2 separate regions of the Macaca mulatta genome follow, and region 1 is linked to region 2. The links are chromatin contacts, called in public Hi-C maps. All regions are on one chromosome and are shown on one strand. Each heading gives the region's core, a stretch centred on a gene start, on an enhancer-like site or on the middle of the called end of the contact. The rest is flanking DNA. Distances are from core to core; before and after follow the strand shown.

Region 1 (6,331 bases), core at 1,461-3,960, 130 kb after region 2:
GGCCAGCCAGACTGCCTAGGTATGATACCCAGCTCTATCTACCGGCTACGATCCCTATGACCTTAGTTAGGTAGGCTTACTGCCTCATCTGAAAGGTGAGAACAAAAATATGTCTTACCTCCTAAGGTTTGAACAAATTAAGTGAGCTAATAGTTAAAAAAACGAAACAAAACTGCCTAGCACAGTGCTGGCCATAAAGTAAGTGGCGACTAAGTGTCTGTTATTATTATTCTTTTAAAAATTTATTTCTGTTTGAACGTGACTCTCAGCATGTCTATGAAGCTATTCACACTGAATTTCATGGGAAAACTAATAAATTTTCATTTTTTTGGAAAATATTGTATATTCAATAAACTGTGTTATTATTTCTTCCTTATTGCTGGCTTTAAATCCTAACCTCCATGTAAAAGACTCTTCTAACCCCCAAAGCCTAACCATAGCATAGGGGAAAAAAAAGCACATTTAAAATTTATTAGTTGAATTTAGAAACAGGAATTCTGAATCTTGGCACTACTGATGTTTTGGGCTGGTGATTCTTTTGAGGGGGTGAGTGCAGGGGGTGTCCCGTGATTTGTAGGAGGTTTAGCAGCATTTCTGGTCTCTATCCATTAGATGTCAGTGATACTCTTCAGTTTGACAACCAAAATGTCTTCATTTTGCCAAGTGTCCACTGGGAACAAAATCAATCCCTGTCGAGAACCACTGCGTAAAAATGAGTTAAAGTGGTGTCATCACAGCTACATATGACACTTAGAAAAAAAGATGGAAACACAACATTCAGTTATAAATTACAGATTCAGGAGGATAGCCACAATTTAAAACCAGATAGTAGTCATGAAAAGTGTTTCCACTTGATGTTTTGCAGTCTCTCTTCAAGGGGCTAACGACGATATGTCGTTCCTCTCTAGGAATACTGATCGGCTTGTAAGGATTTATTCGTATTCTACTATCATCACCATTTGTATTCGTCTTCCATATATCTGGATAAGGTGGAGTCTAAATCATTCTCCTATCATAACTCTCCTTCTTCAACAACGGATGTTTGCCAGTCCCCTCAAGACCAGTTAATACGACTATGGGCATAATTCAGAGTTCCCACAGCAAGTCACGTCTCCCATATTCCATAACAAGAATGTCCTTTTTTCAGTATGCTTCACTTTTGGTAAATGCCAGTCAAAACAAAATAGGAAGTAGGCTATAACTACGATAGGGAGTGGCAGATGAAGGGGGTCAGGGGACTGATCTGCACTGGATATTGTCTAGAAGAATAAACTCCTTAAGAAATAAAATAATGCAAATAATACTGGACATTCAGAAGCATGAAATCAGATGCTGATCGCTTTGGTTTATTCTTTATAGTTCTATTAGACATGCTCTCTTCCTATCAGCATTTTGCTCCTCTGGTTTTTATTTTCCCATCTCACATATATCCTAAAGTAATATACATACATACAAATATACAGTGTTATAGTACATTTATATGCATAACTATTATCAAACAAAATTGTATGCTTTGTTTTCAGTTGTAAAAGGTCAATTCGTATATATTTAAAAATCTTTCCTTCCTATTCCAGCAAAGTTGCATTCTTAAAAACTGTAAGTCGAAAAAAACATGTTTTTTTTTCTTTTTTGAGATTCAGTCTGGCTGTCACCCAGGCTGGAATGCAGTGGCGTGATCTTGGCTTATTGCCACCTCCACCTCCTGGGTTCAAGTGATTCTCCTGCCTCGGCCTCCCGAGTAGCTGGGGTTACAGGCGCGCGCCACCACGCCCAGCTGATCTTATTTTTAGTAGAGAGAGAAATGTCACCGTGTTGGCCAGGCTGGTCTCGAGCTCCTGACCTCAAGTCATCCGCCCGCCTCGGCCTTCCTAAGTGCTGAGATTACAGGCGTGAGCCTCCGCGCCGGGCCTCAAGTCTAAATTTTTAAAAGAAAGTTTTTTCCAACCGCATTCACGAGAAGTGCTTCTCTTTCACGAAATAACAATTAGAACACAACTAGTGAAACCTTCGGGACTTCAATCACTGCTTTTTCTAAACTACCACTTTCCAGCAGGGAGACGGAGCGGTAGCTTGGGGTAAAATTAAAACCTAGCATTACCATGAGTTAAGATCAAGATAAATGGGTCGCTGCCGGCGCTTTGCTTGGTAAACTAAAACATTTCTCATCACTAGAACTCATAATCGGTCGGCAAGGAGGGCAAAACTGGGTTTACTAAAGTGAAAGCTGGAGGATCCGGGGGACACAAGCAGAAACCTGTCAAAGAGGGGAGGGGCCGGGTTCCAGCACCGACAGGACCAGGATACTTATTTCCGACTCTGGAGAGAGTAAGGCGATACCACACCTCCGCGGCTCCAGCGTGTTCACCACAAAATCTTTTCCCTGCGGCCACCACCATCCTGCAGAACCGTTTCTTCTTTTCCACATAGTAACCGCATCTACCCTCAGCTGGAAAACCAGTCGCGTGCGGCGACGACGCGGAGGTCGCCATAATTCAGGGCTGACTTTGGTTGTCCAGCACCCGGCAACCAGAAGAAAAGTTGTCAGCTTCCTTCGGGTCCCCTTCCCTTAACAAACATGGCTGCCTCAGCTCCCGCCACACAAGTTAATGCCCGGAACTACCACAACCGTCTTCCCCTTATCCTCCACAGAACCGGAAGAATCCGATGGTGGCTGGCGAGGGCCAAGTCTCTTACGTCTTTCCCTCGTTTCACTCTCCCCGCCTCCTCCGCAGAAGCCGAGCGCCAAACTCAAACTCTATCAGGACCCGGACGCCTCTCGGGCTAGGTCCGAGGGCCGGGCCTGTTGGGCTTTTCCGCACACCAGCCGGGACAGCGAGCCAACATGAGCCAAGTTCTGTTCCACCAACTAGTCCCGTTGCAGGTGAAATGCAAAGACTGCGAGGAGAGGTAAGGAGCGCGTCATCCAGTGCCCGCGGGTGGCGGTTGGGGTCAGGCCAATGGGGAAAGATGGCGGTTCCGGCCAGTGGGCTCCGCCTTGCACCTAGGTGTCGAGTCGGCCCCCCTAGGAAGCGGATAGGGAACCCAGAGGGCCCAGTGGTTACCTCTCTCGCCAAGTCGGCCGTTGCAGAGGGGTCTGGAGGAGGGCTGTGAGGAAATAGGAAGCCGGCACACATCAAATTAATGTCAAAAACCCTAGCTGTGGACGGAATCGTGAAGATTATAGCCCTACTCTTCCCTTTTGACAGATAAGAACTCTGGCCCAGAGAAGTTAAAAAAAAATTACGTGAGGGCTCACAGCCAATTCATGGCAGGGTCAGCGCTAGAACTCAGGCCTTGGCTCGGAGCCTTTTCTCCCCGTTCTCTTTTGAGAGTATGTTGGCAGTAAGATTCAACTTTTAAAAACCTACCAATTTGGTGGCGTACTTTGGCTCTTCACATCAGTTGCTTTAAAAAAAAGTAAATTACATTTAACCGACTAACAATGAGAAAATCAGAAACGTCATTAATTAATTCATTCAGTAAATATTGGCTCCTTGTAAAACACCTTGCTGGGCACTGGGAATACAGTGGTCAGGAAAAACAGTCCTGTTTTTCATGGAGTTTACAATCACTGGAGGAAATAAAGACCAGTCGCACAGAGAAGTTCAACTTTGATTAAGAAGGTGGTTTTGTTGGGGCGTAAATAGAGTTGACCAGAGGTCAGGAGGCTTAATTTTTTTTCTCAGTTCCAACACTCAATAGTTGTCTCTTTTTTCTTTGAACGTTCTTTCCTCATTTGTAAAACTGATATAACGTGCGTATTCACGTGTTTGTAATGAGGATCAGGTGTGAAATCGTATGTGAAAACTAAGTGGTGTATAAATGTAACATAAAAAATGAAATGAAGACATTGCCTTATTGAGTTGCTGGTAATGTCAAACTGTGGTACATATAGTTCAGAATTCGGTCAAAAATCAGTGGCAAGCCGGTCGAGGAGATGGTACCAAAACCAGCAGCTGCATATGGAGATCTGTAGGTTTAGTTGATCATTCTTTTAATGCTGTCCAGTATGGTAACCACTAGCCACATGTGGTTATTAGACACTTGAAATGGGGCTTATCTGAATTGTTGTGCTTTACGTTTGAAAATGCACGTTGGATTTTTAAGACTTACTATGAAAAAAGAATGTAAAATATCTCAGTTTTTATATTATGTGTTAAATGGCAATATTTTTGGGTATATTAGGTTAAATACAATGTATTATTAACAGTAATAATGTATTGTTATACTATTATATATTAGTATATAGTATATACTAATTCACTGCTTTTAAAAGTTTTTTTTAAAATGTGACTTCTAGAAAATTTAAAAGTAGGCTAGGTGTGGTGGCTCCCACCTGTGGTCCCAGCACTTTTAGGAGGCCAAGGCGGGAGGATTGCTTGAGCCTAAGCTTGAGGTTACAGTGAGCTGTGATTGCGCCACTGTACTCCAGCCTGGGTGACAGAGTGAGACCCTGTCTCTGAAAAAAAAAAAGAAAATGAAAAAAATTAAAATTACGTATCTGGCTCACGTTTGTGGCTTGCATTGTATCTCCATTGGACAACACTGTTTTAGAATGATTATAGAAAGATAAAGGGGGCCATGACTTTGGTTTCAATATGGAAACTCCTAGATGGTCTCTTTCTGGTTACATTGCCATCACAGTTAATCTTAAAACTCAATTTCCCTGCTTAGAAACCTTTAATATATTCCTATTATCTGATAGTAGGGGTCAGCAAACTGGAGCACATGGGCCAGATGTCTCACTGTTTTCGTAAATAAACTTTTCTTGAAACACAACCATGCTCATTTGTTTACAAATTGTAGCTGCTTTTGCACAGGAAGGGCAGAGGTGAGTAATTGTGACAGAGACCTTATGGCCTGCAAAGCCTAAAATATTTGCTATCTGGCCCTTTACAGAATAATTTGGTGATCCTTGACCTATAGAAAGAACACCCCAGACTCTCTCTCTCTCTTGTTTTTTTTTTTCCTAGACAGAGTCTCACGGTTGCCCAGACTGGGGTATGGTAGCACAATTACAGCTTACTGCGGCCTTGACCTCCCGGACCCAAGGGTTCACCAACCTTAGCCTCCTGAGTAGCTGCAATTACAGGCACATACCACCACGCCTGACTGTTGTTTTTTTTTTAATTTAATAGAGACGGGGTCTCCCTGTGTTGCCCAGGCTGGTCTTGAACGCCTGGGCTCAAGTGATCGTCTCACCCCAACCTCCCAAAATGCAGGGATTATAGGCGTGAGCCACCACACCCAGCCCAGACGCCTTGGTTGAGTATTTGAGGCCAGTTCAGCTCAACAAATATTGGCAAATGTCTACTGTGTCTCAGGAACTGTCCTGCATGTGGAGGATGTAAATATGCAGCCCCCCCCATCCCCAGCAACAACAAAAGCCAACAAAAACCTGTTTTCATTCTGTCCCTCAGGGAACTCACATTTTAATAGGGGAAATAAAAAGATTTTCCTTGGACAAGCACCATAGCACAGATTAGGAATTCAGGCTCTGGAGCCAGATTGCCTGGGTTTGAGTCCCAGTTCTGCCACTTATTGACTGATCTTGTACAATTTCCTTCTCTGTGTCTCATCTTTAAGCTGATGGTAATAACAGTACCTACTTCATGGTATTATGATAATGGAATGAATTATTACATATAAAGTGCTTACAGCAGTGACTAGAGCATAATAAATGTTCACTAAATTTTAGGTGTTAATGTGTTACAAATGCTTGAAGTAATATAAGTACACTAAAGTCAGAGAAGAAGGAAATTCAGTTGAGGACAGTGGTAATGATCAGGGAACTTCATCTGGTATAAAATTACGCAAAATTTTGATACCCATGATTTAACACTAATCTGCCTTTTCAATTTTGTGTCCTAAGCTTATCTCTCCAATATAAAAGTCTTACAAGCATTCTTGTTACCTTCTGAACATGCCTGATACTCACTCTGTACTATTACCCCTGCTGTTCTTTGTGCTTCAAATGCTTTTTTCTTTCATAACTTTCAGGTGTGTCTTAAATCCTTTCACTATAAGGACCCTTCAAAGTTGCCTAAGTTGAAATGAATTGCCATTGTTCATGTATTAGTGTGGTGTAGGTGAAAGATCTGAGTTTTCATTTGGGCTCTGTAATGTGACCTTAAACCATTATTTGGGCATTAAGTTCTTCTTTTGTAAAACAGATAATATTTACTTACCAAGATTATTGTTAAATAAGATGGTATATGTAAAATACCTGGCAGGTACTCAGTAAGTGTTGGTAACCCTTCCCTCCCTAAAATGCAATCAGAAGCAAATCTAGGGAAAAGTCATTAATCTTATCTCAATTTGAGGACAGAAA
Region 2 (5,890 bases), core at 1,929-4,428:
GTGAGAAATCACAAGAAATAGTTATGTAACATGATGAATGTTATAAAGTGAAACATTTGGTCATTAGCTTTTCTTTGAGACAGGGTTTCCTTCCATTACCCAGGCTGGAGTGCAGTGGCACAATCTCGGCTCACTGCACCTTCCACCTCCGAGGCTCAAGCCTCAGCTTCCCAAGTAGATGGGACTACTGACATGTACCACCATGCCCAGCTAATTTATATATATTTTATATATATATATATATATATATGTGTGTGTGTATATATGTGTATATACATGTGTATATACGCGTGTGTGTGTGTATATATATACGTGTGTGTGTGTGTGTGTATATTTTTTTTTTTGTAGAGACGGGATTTTGCCATGTTGCCCAGGCTGGTCTCAAATTCATAAGCTCAAGTGATCCACCCACCTCGGCCTCCCAAAGTGCTGGGACTACAGGCATGAGCCACCCCACCTGGCCTGGTTGTTTCTAAATGAGCCCTTATCTCCCTTCTCTAAAGTTAAGTGAAAGCAATCATATTCATAAGTAGTTTGAAAGGGAATTCGACATAGGCTCCTACCTACTAAAAGACAGATCTTTATTTAACTTACTTACACAATGATGCTTAAGTATTCAACTGGGACGTCTCTATCAGTAATAATGAATTTCATTAATTCAATAAATATTTATTGGACAGGTGTGGTGGCTCACATTTGTAATCCCCAAACTTTGGGAAGCCAATGTGGGTGGATTGCTTGAGCTCAGGAATTCAAGACCAGCTGAAAAACATGGCGAAACCTTGTTTCTTCAAACAATACAAAAATTAGCTGGGCGTGGCGGTGTGTGTGCCTATGGTCCCAGCTACTCAGAGGCTGAGGTGGGATGACCTGTTGGGCCCAGGATTTACAGCTTACAGTGAGCAGTGATTGCACCACTGCACCCCAGCCTGGGCAAGAGGGATACCTTGTCTCAAAAAAATAAAACATAAAAGTAGGGAAACAAGCTCATAGACGTTAAGCAACTTGCCCAGAAAGTGGCAAAACCTGGACTTAAATCCAGGTTACTTAAATGGAAAGTTAAGTGATACATACCCTGCTGTCTTGGTATCTGCTGTGTGGATTCCACCTTTGATCTTCTCTGGTGTAAAGGTTATTTCTGTTGAGCCAATTTCTGCCCCCTCCAGTCGCCCATCACACAAATCTCGAATCATTTCCAGTCCAGATAAATGTTGAGGCCTTCAGGTCATAATACTGCATCAAAACGTGTGCATTCAGACTGCCTATATCCCCACATTTTATGACAAATTTATAAAACTGCAATGGCAAGAAAACAGCAAGGTCTAACCACAGTAAGTGCCACATCTTCAGTGTCAGCTTCCTTCTGGGTTTTTACGCACCTAGACAACCTGCTAGTAGGTATCATTTTAACACTTCCTTAAAGACCAGTTATTTCTAACTATAAATACATACCCTGATATATTGTTGCAAATTAGAAGTGTGCAAAAGAAGAAAACTAATAGTTATTTCAGCGCCACCAGTCTCGCTTGCACTTGACTGAATAATCTATGGTGCCTGTATGGGCTGAACTATGTCCCCCCTAAATTCATATGCTGAGACTCTAACCCTCCACATCTCAGAATGTGACTATATTTGGAGATAGAGCCTTTAAAGAGATAATTAAGTTAAAATAAGGCCATCATACAATCTTACTGGTAACCTTATTTAAAAAAAAAAAAAGAAAAACTAGGACATACAGAGACGCTAGGGGTAAGGTGCACAGAGGAACCACCATGTGAACAGGCAAAAACACAGGCCTGGAGCAGATCCTTTTCTCATGGCTCTCAGAGGAAACCAACCTTGTCAGGACCTTGATCTTGGATTTCCAGCCTCCAGAACTGTGTGGAAATAAATTTCTGTTGTTTAAGCCCCACTCCGTGTGTGGCATTTTGTTATGGCAGCCCTAGCAAACTAATACAACACCTACAGCCTAATGAATTGGATTCCCTTGTTGGTGAACTGGAGGGCTGCAAACAACTATGACAAAGGCAATTAACATTAACATATATCAGTAATTGCCTTTTGGTAATTTCAAAACTGTAGACAAAAGACTGAGCTCGCCGATTTATTAAAATGTAATAAATACAGAATACATACAAAGCAATCAGTGCGGCTTCAAACCTGGGTCCTCTTCTAACAGGTGCATGTACCTGAAACTCAACTAGTGGCATGCCCAGCTACCCAGACAGAAGAAATAAGGTCAAGTGTCAAGGTGTTTCCCTCTCCACAACAGATCATTCTGGTCGTAACAGCTCTCTGGAGGTATGAACGAAAGCTGGAATAACACATCTCAGGATCCTTTACTGTTTTATGATTCTAAAACTGGCAGGAGCACAGAATGCACTAGTTAAAAAAACAGGGTTTCCTCTGGCCTCACAAGTATTTCTGCCCTATCTTGCCCGCTCATACGTGCTATTTGGATATTTGGAATGCCTGGTGAGGTGGGAAAACATTTTAAAAGCTAGCTCTTTAGCAAATGAGACTATTTTAGCCAAACAGAGAAAACTCGAAACCATTTATAAACTCACCCCTCGAGGCTTTCAAGCTCTTACAACCCAGGCCACCGCCCAGGCAGAGCGTCCCCGCCCTGGATCGCCCATACCTGCGTCCGGGACCTGCTGGTTTCCACCACTCGGACTCCCGATGCCCCAGCCCGTCAGCCCGATGCCCCCCCGCATCCCCCAACTTCACAGCCCAAGTCTCCCTCCAGCCAGATTTACCTCAGGCCTGGGGTGCTCCGGCCGGCTCGGATCTTCTGCACCCGCAAGGGGAGGCCCAGGAGACAGCTCAAGGCCGTAGAGACTCTCAGGATCTGGCCGCCCTACAAAGGGTGGGGTACAGGGAGAAGAGACGTAAGCACACCGGTGGAGAGAGCTGCCCTCCTTAGTCTGGCGGCAGCCCCGGCCGCTTCGCTCTGCACTCACCCCTTCCATGATGCTGCCATCGACCTCTACCCGCGGCCCCGCCATGGGGGGCACCCTGGGGCCCAGCCCGCAGCGACAAAGCCTTCGCCGGAGCGGGAGAAAGAAGAGACGTTGGCTCCCGCCCAGTAGTTCAGAAATCTCGGTTCACGCCTGGTGCTGCAGGATCCTGGCGAAAAAGCGGAAGAAGCGGCGCCTCTCGGGACACCGGAGTCAGCTGAAACGAACCCCCGGGTTCGCCCAGGTCTGCAGTGGGTGCGCATGCGCATAGTTCGGCTTAAAGGCGCCGCGCTGGGAACGCCGCGGTCAGGGCGAGGAAGCTGCCGGAGAGGTGAGGTGACTGTCGCTGAGGTGCGCAGGAGCCCTGAAAGACTTGTGCCTTGGACACAGCAAAATCTGCAGGTTGCAGAAAGTCTCAACTGTAAGATAATTCCGCCAGTTATCCCGCAGGCTTGTGCTTTATCTCTGTTTTGCGGGTAAATATGTGTTTATATCTGTTTTCTCGAGGACCCTGGCATACCCCGAGATGCCGACTTTTAGAGCTGAAGGTGCAAGAAAGATCGGGACCCTGCGATGCACCGACCACCTTCTCTCTGGTTGGCTTTCACTGTACCTGTCTCTCGAAGTGTGTGCGCCCTGTTCCATTGATAGTCTTAACCTTTCGTTCCTCGCTGAGTGCGTGTTTGTATATGCAGAGTGTGTTATCTTTGTTTCTAGGGTGACACACCATTTATTTGAGGGGCAGGCAAGGCAGAATCACTAGTTCAATACTCTGAAAAGCCAAAGTTATGCCATTTTGCTTGAGAGTGAGTGTGAGCCCTTGACTCCGAGGAACAGTGCAGCTGACAATTCACCTCAGGCGAGGGCAGAAGCAACAGCCAGCTTCTCGGTTCTGCCTGTGGCTCAGTTCCTACATAATTGAGTACCAAATAACATGTAAACCTCTAGGGAAGCAAAAAGAGTAAGTCAGCGTCTACCCCCGAAGTTATTGGAGGTATAATGGAGAGACTGAGACGTAATCAATTACAATGTCATCCTCAATAATAATAATTAACATGTACTGTATCTATTTACAGTTTATTATGGGGACAATTACAATATATTAATAATATTCTCTAACAATAACAGGCAACATTTATTGAGCACTTAGGTGTTGTGCACTGCATGCGTTCACATCGTGATAAAGTACTTACTGTTTTTACTGTTTTACAGCTTCCTGTGTTAAACTATTTGCTACAAGGTCACACAATTTTAACTAGAAGACTAAGATATGAACCTGGGTGGTCTGATGTGAACACCAACACTGTGCTGCTTTGCGACAGAGAATGTTTTAGGGAACACACAGACTATGTACTTAACCAAATCTGGAATTTGCCATAAGGTATTAATCACAGAAGTAATAAATTTGCATTTTAGAATGCAGGCTTTGGCAGTATGAGGAGGGTAAATAAGAGGCTTAAGAGCCTGAAGGGAGAAACACCAATGATGCAATTATCCAGCAAGAGATAATGAGAAGTTGAAGTAAGGGACTGATGGTAGGGATGGAATATTAAAAAGCTGTACCCCCTCTGACATCTTTATTGGGGAAACCCGCCCCCAATATTTCAACGTAGGTTCTTTCTATTTTCCATAAGTGTCGGCCAACTGAGAAATAAAGAGAGACAGTATAAAGAGATGAATTTTACAGCTGGGCCACTGAGGGTGACATCACATATTGGTAGGACCGTGATGCCCACCTGAGTCTCAGACCAGCACGTTTTTATTAAGGGTTTCAAAAGGGGAAGGAGTGTAAGAACAGGGAGTAGGTACAAAGATCACATGCTTCAAAAGGCAAAAAGCAGAACTACTAGTAAGGGCCTAGCGAAGATCACATCCTTCTGAGGGAACAGGACAAAAGGCAAAAGCAGAACTACTGTTAAGGGTCCAACAAAGATCACAAGGCAAAGGGCAAAAGCAGAACTGCTGATAAGGGTCTATGTTCAGTGGTGCATGTATTGTCTTGATAAATATCTTAAATAACAGAAAACAGGGTTCAAGAGCAGATAACTGGTCTGACCACAAATTTACCAGGGCAGAGTTTTTCCCCACCCTAGTAAGCCTGAAGGTACTGCAGGAGACCAGGGCATATCACAGTCCTTATCTCAACTGCATAAGACAGACATTCCTAGAGCGGCCATTTATAGACCTCCCCCCAGGAATGCATTCCTTTCCCAGGGTACTGATATTAATATTCCTTGCTAGGAAAAGAATTTAGCAATATCTCTCCTACTTGCACATCCATTTATGGCTCTCTGCAAGAAGAAAAATATGGTTCTTTTTGCCCAACCCCTCAGGCAGGCAGACCTTATGGATGTCTTCCCTTGTTCCCTAAAAATCGCTGTTATTCTGTTCTTTTTCAAGGTGCACTGATTTCATATTGTTCAAACACATATGTTTTACAATCAATTTGTACAGTTAACACAATTATCACAGTGGTCCTGAGGTGATGTACCTCCTTAGCTTACGAAGATAACAGGATTAAGAGATTAAAGTAAAGACAGGCATAAGAAATTATAAAAGTACTATTTGGGAACTTATAAAGGTCCATGAAATCTTCACAATTTTTGTTCCTCTGCTGTGGCTCCAGCCAGTCCCTCTTTTCGGGGTCCCTGACTTCCCACAACACATCTTTGAGTCCTATTACAGAAACTTAACCTTCCCAGAAGAAGCCTTGCCTTTTTATTTCTAATTTTGGCTATGAATTCCTTGCTATGACCCATTTGCCCCATTCTAACTACTTCCAGTGGTAGGGGAAAAAGAACAAGACAGTAATATAATGTAGAGATGAGCTCACTGTGGTAATAATAAGCACTTATGTAGTGCCTTCATATACATGATCTGTCTTAATGTTCATAACAAAGCTGTGAGTTTGGTGTTCTTATCTCTCTTTG

What was found. Hi-C and Micro-C count contacts between places; a contact is called where the count stands out from the background.
Region 1: a Hi-C map of blood shows a contact between it and region 2, with 4 times the contacts expected there. The contact joins the promoter of SASS6 here to the promoter of RTCA in region 2. A contact is called at or near these places in 5 of 14 Hi-C or Micro-C datasets (blood, fetal cortex germinal zone, fetal cortical plate and 2 more).

Annotation. Positions count from the first base shown.
Region 1 is chr1:140,128,104-140,134,434 of T2T-MMU8v2.0, forward strand. SASS6 (SAS-6 centriolar assembly protein) reads left to right here and starts at 2,711. Exons shown (of 17, transcript XM_077952476.1): 1 at 2,711-2,907. The coding sequence starts at 2,843. It overlaps TRMT13 (tRNA methyltransferase 13 homolog), which reads right to left and starts at 2,495. Exons shown (of 11, transcript NM_001266714.1): 1 at 2,343-2,495. The coding sequence starts at 2,489.
Region 2 is chr1:139,994,458-140,000,347 of T2T-MMU8v2.0, forward strand. RTCA (RNA 3'-terminal phosphate cyclase) reads right to left here and starts at 3,179. Exons shown (of 12, transcript XM_028831210.2): 1 at 2,964-3,179; 2 at 2,760-2,860; 3 at 1,839-1,877; 4 at 1,075-1,218. The coding sequence starts at 3,008.